Regions from separate parts of the Mus musculus genome. Here region 2 is linked to region 1. The links are chromatin contacts, called in public Hi-C maps. All regions are on one chromosome and are shown on one strand. Each heading gives the region's core, a stretch centred on a gene start, on an enhancer-like site or on the middle of the called end of the contact. The rest is flanking DNA. Distances are from core to core; before and after follow the strand shown. Region 1 holds the start of Abtb2 (ankyrin repeat and BTB (POZ) domain containing 2). Region 2 holds the start of 2310047K21Rik (a long non-coding RNA gene).

Region 1 (2,706 bases), core at 108-2,607:
TGGCCCACCCAGCCTGTAGGTCAAGGTTCCCTTCACCCACACCCCCCTCGTGCTTACCATTGGCGTTCTTGCCACAGATGAGATGCTCATAGGGTTGCAGGACTCCCCAGAGCTCGGCGTCGTTGTTGATGACCATCTCCAAGGCCTCAGCGGATACCTCTCCACCTCCTGCCCCTCCGCCATCTGGGCTCTGGCTCGCCAGCACCCTGGCCCGGATCTCCTCCACCAGGTTCTCCATGCAAGCCGTTAGCGAGATGGCCGCGTACTCATGGATGCGCACGGAGATGCGAGTGTCCACCATCCAACGGAAGAAGCGGCCCACGGAGAAAGTGAGGCCGCAGCGCGCCGACTTGCCGCGGCGCAGCCCATCCCCAGCGCTCATGCTGTAGAGGGACAACGCCTTGACCGCTGCCAGTGCGCAGCTCTCGGCCAGCGCCCAGCTGTGCACCAGGCGCACCGCACTCTGCACCTCGAAGCGGGTGCACTTAGCGTGCAGCACGCTAAGGCGCTGCGCCTCCCGGGCCACGCGGATGAGCGCCCGGCGGAGGAGTCCGGCCAAGCGTCTCACAGCCTCGGCGGAGAACGAGGGCAGCCTCCGGCCGCCGACGCTTTTGCGGAGCACCCGGGCCACGTCTCCCTCGGTCCAAGGGAACTCCTCCAGCTCCGGGAGCCGCGGGCAGCGGGAGAAGAGGTCGGCCACTTCGGGATCCTCGGGCAGCACTGTGTTCACCGTGTCCCAGCTGTTGTGGCGGCTGTTCATGGAGCCGGAGTAGCACCACCAGGCCGCCCCGCGGTGCTGCTGCGCCGAAGAGTTGAGCGCCTGCGAGTTGGACTTGGAAGACGAAAGGCTGAGCGAGCGGCAGGAGTCGCCGGCCCCATACCCGGAGTCCAAGGTCAAGTCCTCCAGAGTCTTCAATGTGGAGCTGTATGTCCCGGCCATGGGGGAGCCTCCGCGCGCGGCCTCGCCGAGCGAGGGGCTCTCACTGTTCCATGCCCACTTGCCCCGGGGGAAGGGGGCGGAAACCAGCTCTAGGCTCTCGGAGGCGCCCTCCGTGCTCGCCGCGCCGCGCCTCGGGGCCGCAGCATCGCCCGCGCACAGGCCGCGGGAAGGTAGGCGAAGCTCTCAGCCGGCCGGAGCCCGACGCCGTCCGCGTTCAGTCGCGCCGCTGTCAGCGAACGGACTTCCCAGCCCTCCTCCTCTGAACTCGCGCCGCCAGCTCTCAGCTTCCCTTACAGAGCGTCCGGAGAGTCCATCACCACAGAAAGAATCCCGAGAAAACGGGGCGGCCACCGAAGAGCGAGGCGCCCGAGGTCCGTCTGGGACCAGCCGCTGAGAAAGCGCTCCACAAACTTCTACGGGGCGCGGGTTACAGACACAGATAGGTCCTCTGGAGCGGCCCGCATGCAAATACACCCGGGCGGTTCACCAATCATCAGCCACGCCGGGCAAGGGCTATGCCAATGGTTTCCGAGAGGGGCGGGAAATATGCAAATCACCGAGAATGGGGTGTAGCGGGTGGGTATGGCTGAGGGGGTTGGGTGGGGAGAACAAGCGAGCGAGCTGGCAAGGAGGTGGGGCGCAGAGACCCAGAAAGCCGGGGGAACCCGAAAACAGGCCCCAGCGCTGAGGATTAAAAGATAAACGAAAAGGAAAAGCCCCTATGTGCTGTCCCTTTCCCGCCTTCTATGCTTTAGACTTAGGCAGGCAGCTCCTTGTAAAGCTGTGAGCACCCAGCCCAGGGCAGTAGGAAAAGAAAACTGGGAGGAGACCCGACTCACCTTTCTTGTCGACTTTCTACCAAGCCCCTCCTCCTTCTCTTTTGAGAAATGAAAAGCTATTTATGTTTGGAGGGCAGGGGAGCACCTCTGCTTCTCTTCTCAGATCTATCTAGTTTTGTTTATATTGACTTTAGGCTCCAATCGAAACAGACTATCTTAAACTGGGACCTGAAAATAGCCCGGCACTCAGAGGCCTGTGATCACACCCCTGTATCCACTGTTACAGTCCACTGTTTTCCAAGGATTATCTAGGAGGTGGGAGTCCAAACCTAAAGAATGAACGGCTTTCCTCCTACCGGTGTACTATCAGGCGGATCCTTTTTGTCCAAGGTGGGAGGGAGTGCCTGCAAGGAACCAGATGAAAAACGAGGACCTGCGCTGAACACCTCGTGCATGCAGGTGTTCCCTTTTAAGGACTTGCTGGCATGATGTGCGGGTCCGCAGGTCTTCTTCCCCCTCGGGACTCGGTGCCTCCTGGGTACAGTGAATTGCTGTCCTTCCAGTAGCGCCCAGGTGCACCCCAAGCGGCTCGCTAGAGAGCTACTGATTGCATAGATCCACGCCCAGCTCTCGGAGGACCAGCTGCTCCTCCATAACTATTCACACGCACGTGCACAAGCGTGCACCAGCCCCCCTCCAGCAGGACTGCAAAATCAAAGCGCGGATTGTGCACAACGTTCGTCCCAAGTCCTCTTCGCCAGCTCCTGAATAGCTCCTTTGTGCTGTACTTTACAGTTCTGACCTTGGGCCGTGAGTTGGATACGAACTAGAAAAGTCTGGTTTGTCTCTTTCCTTAAATTAATGATCCCTTTCCCCATAAAGCGATTTTTTATTTGGCAGTTTTACTTAATTTTTTCCTTTCCTGGGGTACATGAGACGTTGCCTCCTGATGCCATAGAATTGGAAACAGAGTCAAGGACGGAAGTA
Region 2 (2,985 bases), core at 208-2,707, 1.3 Mb before region 1:
CTAGTTGTGAAGACTTGCTTCATTTAGACTCCAGATCACCAGTCTGCTGGAAGTAAATGTTGTAGAGGGAGGAGGATATTTGCCGTACTTCTCAGCTGGATCTGAGATTTGGCAAATTCCTTCCTCAAGGAAAACCACTTTCCAAAGATATCCTAGGTAAATGCTTAATGAGATTAACATAAAACTGGAAAGGTCTACTGCGTCCACACCTTCGAATTCATTTGTAAATTACCACTACTTTCTTTTCTTCCCCACCGGGGGACCAGGCTGCAAGAGTCACAGGTGCAGAAGGTTTTTCACTAAAAACAGCATAGAAACAAAAGAATGAAGGCGCCAGGAGGAAAACATAGTCTCAGAACAAAATCAGTCTCGGAGGGGATGGCAGATCTAATGGCAGGTATTACAGAAGTTTAGATAGTCACCAGAGATAGAGAGTATCAGCTCTATTAGGTCTTCCGTTACGCCTGTCTGATTGGCTTAAACCTTTGTGCTAGTCTTTATCTTGAGAGATCTCTTTGCTAAGCACGTGATAGGTGTTAAGCCAATATTGATTTTTTTTAAAAGGAGAGATAGTCATTAAATCTAAGCTTCACGGTTAGTTTTAACTTTCAACTTATGGATCACAAGCCAAACGATTCATATGATCCCTGAATTTCATTACTCATAAGGAGAAACAGTTCGGGTAGGCACGACCTCAAAGTCATCAAATTACTCACACCACACAGCTTAGAAGTCCGATAAGGCAATGTTTGGGTAGAGTCTTGCAGAGATTAAACATCTTGAGCAGAGAGCCCCAACAAAGTGCATAGTGAGTTCGAATGTATTGTAATTAAAGTCATCCAGATGGTAGTTGGACTAATCAATGATGAGGCGGTATTTATCTTGGGATAGAAGATTCTGAACTCCAGAGTAAGAAAATCCCCAAGGTGGGGGGTGGGGACAGTTAATAAGTGCCCCTGGGAAAGGCCCATTCAGCTAGGGCTGCAAAATTCGTTTGAATTTGAATCAATTTGAATAGAAATCTCCCCCAGGAAGCAGGAACCAGATCCTCTAAGCCCAGCAAACTTTGGGCAGGAAGCGAGTACTGCAAAGCAACAGTCCCTTGTCTGTGGTTTGGGGCGCAGAGAAAGAAATCACAAGCGGGAATCGAGTGTTTGAGTTCCTTCAAAGAACCCGGGAGCGCAGAGTAACGAACTCCAGGCACAGTGCTGGCAAGCCCTCTCCTGTCCGCACCCATGCGGGTGCTCCGGCGCGTAGGCCTTCTCTTCACCGCTAGGGCGTCCACGGAGCAGCCCTCGTCCGGCCCGGCTCCCGAATCCGCAGCCAGCAGCGCGGGGCGCCGAGGGGGGCGGGGCGACGAGCGGGCGGAGGGCGCGGGAGGTGCATCCTGGGAAATCCAACAACATGGGGCGCCCGGGCTGCGGGCGCTGTGGCCGCCTCGCGTCCCGGCCGCAGGCGCCGCCGCTCTCCTGACGTCCGAGCCGAGGCCCGCCCGCCGCAGCCCGGTTCCCCCGCCCAGGCGCCCCCGCCCCCCGGCCGCGCCATGTGAGGGGCAGCTCCCGCCACCGCCTCTTCCTCCCCGCGCCTCCCGCCCGCCCCCGCCGCCTCAGCCCCCGCCATGGACGCGCACTACGCGCCCGCGGGCTTCGCTGAGCCTCCCGCGCCCCCCGCCAGCGCCGCCACGCAGCCCGCTGCCCCCGCCTGGGCCTACGAAGCCCGGGTCCCGGCCGCCGCCTCCAGCCCCAGCTGCAGCGGCAGCAGTCCCAGCCTCAAGGCCAGGTAGAGAGGGTGGGCGCGGGGTCTCACTGGGCCAGGAAAGGCCGCGGATGCGCCGGGGCCTGTGCCCGCCCCTCTCGGGGGCCCAGGCCGGGTGGGGAGCCTTCGAGGCGCCCTTCTTTGCTCCCGGGAGAGGCGGTGGACAACTCCTGGCGGGTGGTCCCGGCTGGGAGGGGGCGCATGGTGCAGGATTCGCTCCTGGGGCGGGTCGGGGCGTGGGGCAGAAAGGGAAGGTTGGGTGGGATGGAGGGGCGCAGTCACCTCTCGGTGCTGGACTCCCACATGGTAAAGTTTAAGCTCCGGGCTGACCTCGGTATCTGGGGAACCGGGACTGACTCCGCGGGGAGGCCTAAAGGGGCGCCGCGGAGTCCTGGGCAGTGACATTCCATTGTATTGGAATCTGGGTGGCCGACAATGTGGTGTTGGGGGCTTCGGCAGTGTGAAGGTGAGGGCGGTGGCAGGGCATGACGAGGAGCGGGGCCGTGTCGCTGACACTGGGGGTCCTGGGATGACTGGGCTGCAAGAGAACCCCCAGGGCGGGACACGAATGCAAAGCAGGGGCTGGGTGACATATGTTTATAGTGATGTAGTGTTCCACGCGTTCAAAGTTGCTTTTGGGTTTCCTCTGCTTTTAACAACGGCAGGAAGTCAAGATTCCCTCTTGGCTTTCAGTGTCTGGGGGTGACTGAGTTTTGGGAAGCGTTGAGGGCTGGTGGTCAAAGAAGGCTCTAGAGGTCGAAGACCCAAAGCATGCTTCTCCGTCTCCACTTCATTGTATAGTGCGGCTCTCCAGCATGGGCAGTAGACCCCAAAATGGGGACTCCTGTTTGCTATTTAAGCTCGCGAGAAATGTGTAGCAGTACTACACTTTGAAATGGTCACATTCGAATGATAACTGGAAGGCGTGGTCTGGCTTTGGGAGCGGGGTACTTTTTAAAAACCGCCTCCCCTAAACAATACTCGATCTAGTAGGTATAGCTTCTGACCCAAGAACAGGGAAATCCTGGCTGGTAATGACTTCATCCTCAGCTACCAACAGGAAGCCTTGTACCTATGTGATCTCACCAGGTTTCTAAACGATTTAAACGACACGAGTGAACTTTTTATTTCACTTTACACATTCTAATTACCTTTGTTTTTATGAAAGTGCCGCATTCATGATTTAGAATAGATGTGTAAAGAATTAACTAGTCTTTGTCTTAGATAGTC

Evidence for each region. Hi-C and Micro-C count contacts between places; a contact is called where the count stands out from the background.
Region 2: a contact with region 1 is called in a Hi-C map of uterus, with 4 times the contacts expected there. The contact joins the promoter of 2310047K21Rik here to the promoter of Abtb2 in region 1.

Annotation. Positions count from the first base shown.
Region 1 is chr2:103,564,961-103,567,666 of GRCm38.p6, reverse strand. Abtb2 (ankyrin repeat and BTB (POZ) domain containing 2) reads right to left here and starts at 1,357. Exons shown (of 17, transcript NM_178890.3): 1 at 58-1,357. The coding sequence starts at 940.
Region 2 is chr2:104,815,394-104,818,378 of GRCm38.p6, reverse strand. It overlaps 2310047K21Rik (a long non-coding RNA gene), which reads right to left and starts at 1,457. Exons shown (of 3, transcript XR_003953885.1): 1 at 1-1,457. It overlaps Qser1 (glutamine and serine rich 1), which reads left to right and starts at 1,683. Exons shown (of 12, transcript NM_001123327.2): 1 at 1,683-1,779.